Regions from separate parts of the Sus scrofa genome. Here region 1 is linked to region 2. A link is a contact called in public HiChIP or PLAC-seq data. All regions are on one chromosome and are shown on one strand. The core of a region is the stretch at or near the end of the contact, and the rest is flanking DNA. Distances in the headings are between cores, read along the strand shown. Region 1 overlaps LOC102166310 (a long non-coding RNA gene). Region 2 has its middle 26 kb from the start of RGS13.

Region 1 (5,562 bases), core at 407-2,906, 94 kb after region 2:
AGCACTTTGACTCTGTGCCTTCAGATGTACTGATAACAGTTTACTACCTTTAGTTCAATAGAAACTGGTTAGTGTCCAGGTTTAGTTACTGTGGGTGAAAGTCACACTTGGTGTTTGTGTGTAAGGGATGTGACGCTCATCCACGCAGAAACTGATGCCGAAGCTTGTCTGTTACCACCAGCCAGGCCCATAGGGATTCAACTGCGGACTTTATAAAACCGAGAGAGCTCACTGAGCTGGACCACACCCATATGATAAGCGACGTGTAGCTTACTAAATAAATAAATATATTCCATTAGTAATGAATTTTATTTAAAAACCATTTATTACTTCCCACTCTGCTTGGGGAATTGTTCTGAACACTGAAAGCAGAGCAGAGAGCAAAACAGATTCCTGCCCTCCTGGAACTTCCGTGCCAGTGGCAGTGGTGGTGCGGACAGCAAGCAAATGGGTGAATAAGGGATGTAACGCGTGGCAGGGACGTGTGAGCCACGAGAGGAGAAGAGTAGACGATAATGGGAGAGAGTAAGGAACAGGTGCTGGGAGAGTGCTGCATCGCAGGGCGTGCACCTGTCCAGAAAGAACAGCATCTCCTCCGGTAGGAGATGATGAGATGGTGGATGGAGCAGTGCTTGAAGCCTTTTTGGATAACGGAGGCCTTTGTGGACTAACCTGAGGAGGCTGGGTTGTGTTCTTAGCGATATGGGAAGTCACACGATTTCCCAAGGAAGACAATGATAGGATTTTACTCCCTTTTTTAAAATTGCTTTTGAGGGCTGCACCTGTGGCATATGGACGTTCCCAGGCTAGGGGTTGAATCCGAGCCACAGCTGCTGGCCTACACCATAGCCACAGCAATGTGGGATCCAAGCCGTGTCAGCGACCTCTGCCACAGCTCACGGCAAGGCCAGATCCCCAAACCACGGAGCAAGGCCAGGGATCGAACCCGCATCCTCATGGATACTAGTCAGATTCATTTCTGCTGTACCACAACAGGAACTCCTTCCCGTTAAAAAGAATCCGTGTTTGCTCTAGAGCATAGACTTAGCAAGAGAGGAAAAACAGAAGCAGGGAGATGGGATGGGAGCCTCGGGGGGAGGCCAGGGGAAGCTGATGGTGCCTGGTCTGGGGCTGGGGCATCGAACACAGCAGAGGTAAAGCGCCCGTCCCGATTCACAGTAAAATCTAGACGAAGAGTGGCTGGGATGCGCCGAAGGAGTGGATGTGGGATGTCGGGGAGAGAGAGGAGTCAGGGAAACACTCAGGTTTGGGGCCGAGCAGAGGGTGCCTCAGAAGGGTCCCTCGTGGCCCAGGGGAGGCTTTGCGGGGAAGGAATGGATTGGATGCCTGGGTGAGAATGAAGAGTTCCCTTTGATTGCGTTACCTTTGCAAAGCCCGTGAGGAGACACCACGCACTGCTGGATGCAGGAGTCTGGCTTTTAGAGAGAGGGGAGGCTGGAGGTGCCCCAGCACAGGGATGGGATTTGGGGGGCACCTGAGGAGTAAGCACCGCCAGAGAAGAGAAGGGCGTCAACTCTGAGGAAGTGAGGAGAGGCAGGAAGAAGGGGGTGTTCCAGTGACGACGCAGGGAGTGGGCGTGGGGAGACGGGCTCCAGGGGGATCATCAGCTCCTGAAGGCCGCGAAGAGAGAAAGTATTATTTTAAAGGAGGAAGTCTGGGTGTGTCAGATGCTGCTGATGGATCAAGAGGAAGAATGATCAGCGTTCCCGTGGTGGCGCAGTGGTTAATGAATCCGACAGGGAACCATGAGGTTGCAGGTTCAATCCCTGCCTTGCTCAGTGGGTTAAGGATCCGGCGTTGCCGTGAGCTGTGGTGTAGGTTGCAGACGCGGCTCGGATCCCGCGTTGCTGTGGCTGTGGTGTAGGCTCCCATTGGACCCCTAGCCTGGGAACTTCCATATGCCATGGGAGCGGCCCAAGAAATGGCAAAAAGACAAAAAAAAAAAAAAAAAAAGAGAGAGAGAGAAAGAATGATCATTCACCCCTGGAGTGTGAAAGAGGAAGATTCTTGGGCAGTCATTAACAAGATGGGGGATGTTTTTAAGTTTCTCAAAGAGCCCTTTCTTTTCTCATCCCAGGTCTCCGTTGTCTGCTAATACTTTCCTGTCTTTCTCATAGTCAGAATCCTGTAGTCACCTCAGTAGCCACGATTAATTCTTTGGAGAAAGCTTTTCTTTTCTTTTTTTCCTTTCATAACTAAATGTGAGGGCCTCTCGCTCTTAGGCCGTTGCTTACAATAAAGACTGTGGACTCTGTATCTATGGTCAGCGTTTCACACCTATTTCCTGCCACTCTCTGGGGTCTCCGCGTTAGAAACCGTAAGGTAACTTTTGAAAACCAAGTTCCATTTAGCTTTCCCCACTAATATCTAAATAGTGTGCTGCTGCTGCTGCTGCTTTGTTAAATGGCCACAGGAGCAACATATGGACGTTCCCAGGGACTGAATCTGAGCCACGAGCCCCGGCTGCGGCGATGCTGAATTCTTAGCCCCTTAAAGAAGAGGACACAGCGGGACAGTGTATTCTTTTGAATTTCCTGTTATGCCCACTTGCCAATGTTGATCCCACGGTGTGTTGATTCCTTGGTATCTTCGTGTTTCAGGAGGGCCGATCTCTCCAGGAGGGAAAGATTCGTCCTTACCGTGTCACAAGGCTTCCAGGCAAATGGGTGCGGTAAGTCGTATCTCCCTGGGAACATTCTTTTTCCCGCTTCTTCTTGTCCAGCCTTTCGGTTAGCAGCTCGCTTACGTGGTCACTGGCTATCTCGTGGGAAAAGTGAAACTTTACAGTTCTTCAAATGTTGCAGAGGGAAACACCTTTAGAAAGGGCAGAAGGTCAAGGAATGTATTTTAGGGGAAACCACTACTCTTAACCCGCACCTTCTCATTAACTGCCTGGAACACGGAAAGAGGAGGAAACGGGAAAATGCTGCATTTTAGTTAGTGGAGGTGGGTCGAACTTGGGGGATTTGGAGGTTTATCTCACATGTTGAATTTTTGCCTGGGAACTTTCCGGGGAGTAAAGACAGAACAATTCCTGTTTCCTTGGCAGGAATTTTTGAGAAATGAAAAACCTTTTCAGTGTATGATTAAAAAGAAAAAAAAAAGCCTCTGCGGTGGCCTGAGCATATTGGTCAGTCTCATGTCAGCAGTTCAGCTGACATCTGAACACTTCATCTGTCCCCAGCATCAGGCGGGACCCTCTTTATCAGCTTTCTTAATTTTCCCAACCATCCCATTACATTTTATTTTATCTAATAAATTAGACAAATTATTTTATCTAATCCATTAAATTAGATTTTATTGATATCTATTTACTAATACATTCAAAATAGAAGAAACTTTTTTTTTTCTTTTTTTTGCTATTTCTTGGGCTGCTCCTGCAGCATATGGAGGTTTCCAGGCTAGGGGTCGAATCGGAGCTGCAGCCACAGGCCTACGCCAGAGCCACAGCAACACCAGATCCAAGCCGCATCTGTAACGTACACCACAGCTCAAGGTAACGCTGGATCCTTAACCCACTGAGTGAGGCCAGGGATCGAACCCGCAGCCTCATGGTTCCTACTCAGACTCGTTAACCACTGAGCCACGATGGAAACTCCATAAAATATAGGAAACATTATATAGAGGAAAATTCCAGCACCAAGCATGGGTAGGTAGTTTTATTAAAAACACACAGGGAGTTCCATTGTGGCTCAGCGGTAACAAACCCAACCAGTATCCCTGAGAACGAGGGTTTGATTCCTGGCCTCATTCAGTGGGTTAAGGATCCAGTGTTACCATGGGCTGTGGTGTAGTTTGCACATGTGGCTCGGATCTGGTGTTGCTGTGGCCGTAGCATAGATGCAACTGCAGCTCCTGTTTGGCCCCTAGCCTGGTAATGTCCACATGCTATTGGTGTGGCCCTAAAAAAAAAAAAAAAAAAAAAATGCACACAGGAAATAAATGAGGGACCCCCAACTTTGAGTCCAGAGCCCATGTCTAACATGCAGATGGCCCAAGAGCCAGATGGATGCATGCACAGCTGAGCTGTGGGCAGTCTCATCAATGCAGTTCTGAGCACCCTGTTCTGAACCCATGGCCAAAGCAGGTCATGGTCTTCTGAAAAGGCCACAGAGTAGGTTTCCTGTGGAGCCTTCACAGTGGATCACGGCATTGCTGACTTTGGGGGACTCATAAGCAGAGACAGAAGATCAGGAGAGTGCTGACTTTTGGGCTTGTGTGCAGTACGCCTCCATGAATAGTAAGCCAGTTGTTGCTGAGAATCTTTCCCAGCTGGGATGGGAAGTCCCTCTGTATCACGTATTCATCCATACACTCTGGAAGGGGATATGTGCTGTAGGGATGGCAGCTGCTAGCGGTATCCACAGCCAGATGCTCACTTGAACAATTCACACAGGGACAGGCGGCGATGGACCCTAGGAAAGCTCCTCCACATCCCGGGCCACTGAGTTACTTAGAGGATGGAGAGTGGAGATACGGAGAATGATGAGTTGACCTGAAGTGTCTGGGTTTATTTCTGGGCCCTCTATTCTGTGGCGCTTGTCCATACGTCTGTTTCTGTACCAGCCCACCCTGTCTTGTTGACTATAGCTTTGTAATACTGTCTGAAGCCTGGGAGTGTTATGATTCCTGCTTGGTTTTTTCCCCTCGGGATTGCTTTGGCAATTCTGGGTCTTCTGTGGTTCCATATACATTTTTGGATTGTTTGTTCTAGTTCTGTGAAAAATGCTGTGGATACTTTGATAGGGATTGCATTAAATCTATGGGTTGCTTTGGGATGTATGGCCATTTTAACAATATTAATTCCAATCCCGGAGCATGAGCTGTCTTCCCATTTCTTTGAATCTTCTTTAATTGCCTTGATTAATGCTTTTTAGTTCTCAGCAAATAAGCCTTTCACTTCCTTGGTCAGGTTTATTCCTAGTTATTTTACTTTATTTTATTGGTGCAATTTCGTTTATGGTTGTACCCATGGCATATGGAAGTTCCCGGGCCAGGGATTGAATCTGAGCTGCAGCTACTGCCTATGCCACAGCTGTGGCAATAACCGGATCCTTTAACCCACTGCACCACAGCAGGAACTCCCTTTGGTGTGATTTTAAAAGGTATTTTTTGTACATCCTTTTCTAATATTTCATTGTTAGTTTACAGAAATGCAACCAATTTCTGAATGTTAATCTTACATCCTGCTACTTTGCTGAATTCTTTTATCAGATCAAGTAGTTTTTGTGTAAACAAGCACATTCTTTTGTAAATATCCCTTTCCATTATGGCTTATCACAGAATGTTCAATAGAGTTCTCTCTGCTGACAGTAGGACTTGTTGTTTATCCACTTGAATATAATAGTTTGCATCTACTAACCCCAAGCTCCCTCTTCATTCCTCTCTCACCACCTGCTCCCCTTGGCAACCACAAATCTGTTATCTAAGTCTGTGACTCTGTTTCTGTTTAATAAAAGTTCATTTGTGTCATATTTTAGATTCCACATATAATTGATATCATGATATTTGTCTTTCTCTGTTGACTTACTTAGTGTGATG
Region 2 (5,227 bases), core at 448-2,947:
AGTCTCACATTGGCGGTCTCTCAAAAACCATCTAAATCCCAGCCTTCTCATATTACCGGTTATGGAATTGTGGCCCAGAGAAGTCACATAGTTTGCTCAAGGTTACAATAATTCATGGCTGTCAGACCTGTGACTTCTACCCCAGCAATTTGATGCTAACCAGTTCTGCCTGATATTCCCATACTTTGGGGGGTTAACTGATTAAAATGCATAATTTGCTCTGAACTTGCGTATTTTTATTTTCTGCACTTCTTTAACTCTTTATGATTAATAGCTGATATCAGGAGATTGAAGTAGGATTTTTATTTATTTTATTTTATTTTATTTTGCTTTTTAGGGCCGCATCTGAGGCATATGGAGGCTCTCAGGCTAGGGGTTCAATCAGAGCTACAGCTGCCAGCCTACACCATAGCCACAGCAATGCCAGATCCAAGCCACATCTGCAACCTACACCACCGCTCATGGCCACGCTGGATCCTTAACCCACTGAGCAAGGCAAGGGATTGAACCTGCATCCTCATGGTTCCTAGTTGGATTCGTTTCTGCTGTGCCACAACGGAAACTCCTGAGTAGAATTTTTAAAAGGTGGCCTTTCTTAATTAGAGAGAGCTCTTTTGAGCGTTTCTGTCTTTGTAATAGGGAAGGGGAAATTCCTATATTTCCTTTCTTCTTTAAATGTGCTGGAATCTGTAAGTGGAAACCTTATGTCTGCATTTATGGAAAAAAATATGGAAAACGGATTAAACTGGTCAAATTGGGAATTTCAAAATATGCCTATTCGCCACTAGGTGTCACCATAGCCCACTGTAATTAAAAGCTGAGCCGAATGATTTTTTTGGGGGGGTGGGGTGGGGGGGGATGTCAATAGCAGCATTTTTCCTGAAGCAGGACGCAGCACCTCTCTCTCGCTCTCTTTTTTTATCCCCCCCCCCCCCACCAGCACTGGTATCCCTTATCTAAGCCCTAAGCAGAAAAATTAGTTAGGAATAGATTTCACATAGAGGTTTTCATCGTCCATGAAATAGAGTGCCGAGAGGATTTTAGTGACCAAAACCGCGCGTCTCAGCCGTGTTAAATAACGACAGTGTTCATCTTGGCTTGAGAGTCCACTCCGCATGCACGTGTCACACGAGAGACGGGGTGCAGGGGTGCAAGGAGGGGCATCACCTGTGGTGGTTCTGCAGGAGCCGCAGCTTGGCTGCCTCAAGGGCACTTGACTGGGCCCGGCTGACCGGAAACCAGATGGGCCTCTACTTTCTCCTGCACCAATTTGCAGCATCACACGTGTGCCTGTATGAAGGCTCTTCAGGTAAAATACCCACTTTGGGCTGAAATGAAGCTGTGAAGGAGTTTTCAGAATGAGGCTATCTCATCTGTCATGGACTTTGGCGTTTCAATCCCTTGTTTCAGAAAAGAAAACAAAGATCGAAGACGACATTTGGGGTTCCCTTCATTTCTGCGTGGCCCTCCCTGGTGGGTAGGTGTCGCTCTGTTGGATTTCTCATCATCGGAACCCCTTGAAGACCCCCTGCTTTATAAGATGGAGCCCACCCCCCACTTTGTGAATGAAAACTGAGACTGTGTCAGGCTCCCTTGCAGTGGGGTCAGGGGCTCGTGCCAGGGCTCCTGCCAGGCAGATCCCTCGGCACACCCACCAGTGTGAGTCAGGAGTTGTCACGCGGAAAAGGGGAACTGCAGGTCCTTCCGGTGACAGTGGTGGGGAGCGGCTGCCATCCGTTTCCAGGGGCAACAGTGCTGAGCCGTCTGGAAGCCGCTTAGGGCTGCTGCAGAAAACCGTGGCGGCGGAAAGAGACGAGCAGCCTTCGGAGCCGTGGAAGAGCCAGGTTTATTCAGCACCGGTGCGGCTCAGAGGCGGTGTCTCCAGAGTCTGAGCACCAGGTCTTTGTTCACATAGCTTTTATACAACACAGACCTGCAGGTCTTAAGCTTTTCCCAGTACATAGTCCTGGGCCTCCCCCTTCCCTGAGCAGAGTTCCCGCCTAGGAAGCTGAGCCACCAAGAGGACAAAAGTGAAGCGGATACACAATATGCTTGGAGCCAGGTTGGCAGGGCTGCTAGCGAGGACATAAGGCACATCCTTGCTACAAGCTTACAAGGGTGGTATGGGGCTAGCAAAGCTGCTGATGGGCACACAGCTGCCTCTTCAGCTGGGGGGTTGTGTCTCTAGTGAAAACTCTTCCCTCGGGGCGATCCGGGTTTGGAGTGTTGGCACTGAGTGCCTCTTCCCGGGGCTGTGCTGCCGATGGCCCTCGTGTGGGACGGTTTTGCAGCAGGAGTTACAGTGAGTTTCCAACCTGTGAGCCTTGTGGCGAATCTAAGAGCTGCCCAATAGCCCAGCAATGCATAAATTCCTTTTGTGCTTCCTCAGCTTTTCGTTTTGTCTTATTTTTGCTTACAACAAAGCATGCTGACTCACATATTTCCAGTTTCCAATGCACTGAAATGTTGATGCTTATATCGTGATAAAATAAGACCTATCAGCCTTTCTTACCAGATTGTCATGGGTTTCCTCTTAGCTGCCAGTAATAAGCTGGATAAAATAGTGGTGGTGGGCATGGTGTGTGTCCTGCGTGTGTGTGTGTGTGTGTGTGTGTGTGTGTGTGTGTTCACAACCAGGAGAGATGTCTGCCAGCAGAGGCCAAGGAGCCAGGTCCTGGCCTTGGTATTTATTTATTTATTTGTTTGAATTCTGAATCTTCCCTTCATGTTTCAGAACACCACATACACGTTATAGTACCTGTAGCTAGAGGAATATCACAGCCATAAATGGAGAAAAACAGGAGTTTCCATCATGGCTCAGTGGTTAAGGAATCCGACTAGGAACCATGGGGTTGCGGGTTCGATCCCTGGCCTTGCTCAGTGGGTTAAGGATCCGGCGTTGCCGTGAGCTGTGGTGTAGGTTGCAGATGTGGCTCGGATCCCCCATTGCTGTGACTGTGGTGTAGGCCGGTGGCTACAGCTCCAATTCGACCCCTAGCCTCAGAGCCTCCATATGCTATGGGAGCGGCCCTAGAAAAGGCAAAAAGACAAAAAAAAAAAAAAAAAAAAAAAAAGGATAGAAACAGAATGTAGCTATATAGGAGGAAAGGTGTGGGCTCCTTGCCCTGGAGCAGTTATTAAAGTCCCTGTGGAGTTCCCACTGTGGCTCAGCAGTAATGAACCTGATTAGTATCCATGAGGATGGAGGTTTGATCGCTGGCCCCACTCAGTTGGGTTAAGGATCTAGTGTTGCTGGGAGCTGTGGTATAGGTCGCAGATGTGGCTCAGATGCGGCGTTGCTGTGGCTGTGGGGTAGGCTGGCAGCTGCAGCTCCTATTTGATCCCTAGCCTGGGAACTTCCATATGCCCTGGGTGCCACCCTAAAAAGAAAAAAAAAAAAAAACTCCCCAGTGCTGGCGGATCTGTTGTAGACCTTGTCTACACATCCACGGCACCTCGCCTCAGACCCCCAGTTAAAATGTCTCATTCTGTATCTTTTTGCCGTTCGTTCCGTACCCGATGCTTCTTACTGGGCGCTTGGATGTTTTCCAGAGCTTAGTGACTGTGAACTTTGGGATCCGACAAACCCGAGCTGAAATTCCAGCATTGGCAGTTTTTTTGCCAGGTGATCTCAGGTGTGATTTACTTAAACTTATGTAAAAACGGATGTTTAATCACACAAGTAATACACAAAACTCTTCTCCCCGTGAAGAGTAAACAATTACAGATGAAGTTAGATAAAGCTCCGTGACACCCCTTCTGCGCCCTGGTGCCTGCCTCCCGCAGGAAAACACTGTCACCCTTTTCCTCCCCTGCCCGGTGGGTGTGAGAAAAACTCCTAACCAGGCTTGTGGTGAGCCTCCCTCACTCGGGAAACTGGGTTAAAACCCACTTGCTTAGAGAAGCCATTCCCTATCTTGATCTTCAATCTTCCATCAGATTCCCCTGCTCTCTGCTCTCACGATACCACACTTCTTCATAGCACTTTCTTGCCTGTGACTTATTTTCTTAATTACAGTAGAATATTATTTACCTAGCACATGCAGGACCTGGTCTGCAAAAGACGGATGAACTCTGCAAAGCTTAGATAATATTAATCCCAGAGAAAATAGAGCAAGAAAAAAAAAATGTCTTGTCACCAGTCCATGTATTCCATGCCCAGGGTGTATTTCGTATCTGTCTAGAAATATATACATTTGCATTCTCACGACGCTCCACAGTTGAATCAATGTGGATTTCAATCCCTTAGCTCATGTATTCAAGACATGAAATTTCTCATGGCCTCTGATGTGATGTCAGAATCTCTGGCTGTTCTGGAAGTTCATTGAACTGTCGCATGAGGGTAGGGACCGTTAACAAAATAAACTGAGACATACTACAAATTTTAAGAGTTTATTTGAGCCCGTGCTGACTCGGATTGGGCAGCATCTGATCTAGAAGGTAGAGAGGCGCTGCAACGAGCTGGACCCCGGGGAAAGACGTTGAGGCAGAGGGAGCAGGAACAGGGGAAGTATCTTTGCAAAAAGGCGGGGACTGGTGATGGCACCGTCACTTTCCTTTAAGTGATGGTGGGGGCTATTCCTGGGGCTGATCAGGTGGATCCTGATGGCCTGGGTTAAGATTCCATTTCTGGGAGAGCCAAAGCGAATGGAGTCTCCGTGTGGTGACGTGGGGCTTAGCCTAAGCGACTCCATTGGGTCCTGTTCTCTTGTTTTTAGCAGAAGGGACCACCTGGTCCTAAGTTCTGTCCTCTGTCCATCCTGGCATCCCTCACACTGCCCTCTGGGCCTCGGTGGGCCAGCCACGCCGATGGCCTAGCATCCCCACTCCTGGCTGGTCCCCAGGTGTTGCAAGCAGGTGCCTGCTGAGTTCTCCTCATCTCTGGCTGCAAGGTCTTTCCCGTCCAACTCTGCAGCTCTTCCCGAGTTCCCCGCGACTCAGGGTGGGGCTGGAGCTTCTGGAGCCCTGCTGCCTGGAGACCCCGGGTGCTCTTCTCTGCGGCTTTTGTGTCTGTCGGGTGTGGGGAGTCCCCGGCCCATGTGCTGCTTTCTCAGAATCAACCCAGCACCTTCCTCCGCACCTGGATCCCGTACCACGGAGAGTCGGTGATATTCCTCCCCGCTGCCTGCCGTTGGAACCTCTTGACAGGGTGGGCCCAGGCCCTTGCTGCTGGTTCTCCCAGAAATGTCCTCCCATAAGCACACAGCTCGGCACGCTCCTCCGGTAC

What was found. HiChIP or PLAC-seq counts read pairs in DNA pulled down with a chosen protein or histone mark.
Region 1: a contact with region 2 is called in an H3K27ac HiChIP or PLAC-seq map of alveolar macrophages. The contact joins two enhancer-like sites. A contact is called at or near these places in 3 of 47 Hi-C or Micro-C datasets (liver, omental adipose tissue and subcutaneous adipose tissue) and 1 of 2 datasets of contacts at active chromatin or transcription factors (alveolar macrophages).

What each region holds. Positions count from the first base shown.
Region 1 is chr10:1,200,270-1,205,831 of Sscrofa11.1, forward strand. LOC102166310 (a long non-coding RNA gene) reads left to right here. Exons shown (of 12, transcript XR_002336117.1): 2 at 2,622-2,692. Among named protein-coding and RNA genes, the nearest start is that of RGS1, 51 kb to the left of the region's middle. Within about 2 kb of position 1,657, at least 2 of the 83 cell types and tissues checked have an H3K27ac peak or open chromatin away from gene starts, as enhancers often do. A contact at or near this core is called in alveolar macrophages, where this site is marked.
Region 2 is chr10:1,105,939-1,111,165 of Sscrofa11.1, forward strand. No RefSeq gene overlaps it. Among named protein-coding and RNA genes, the nearest start is that of RGS13, 26 kb to the left of the region's middle. Within about 2 kb of position 1,698, at least 35 of the 83 cell types and tissues checked have an H3K27ac peak or open chromatin away from gene starts, as enhancers often do. A contact at or near this core is called in alveolar macrophages, where this site is marked.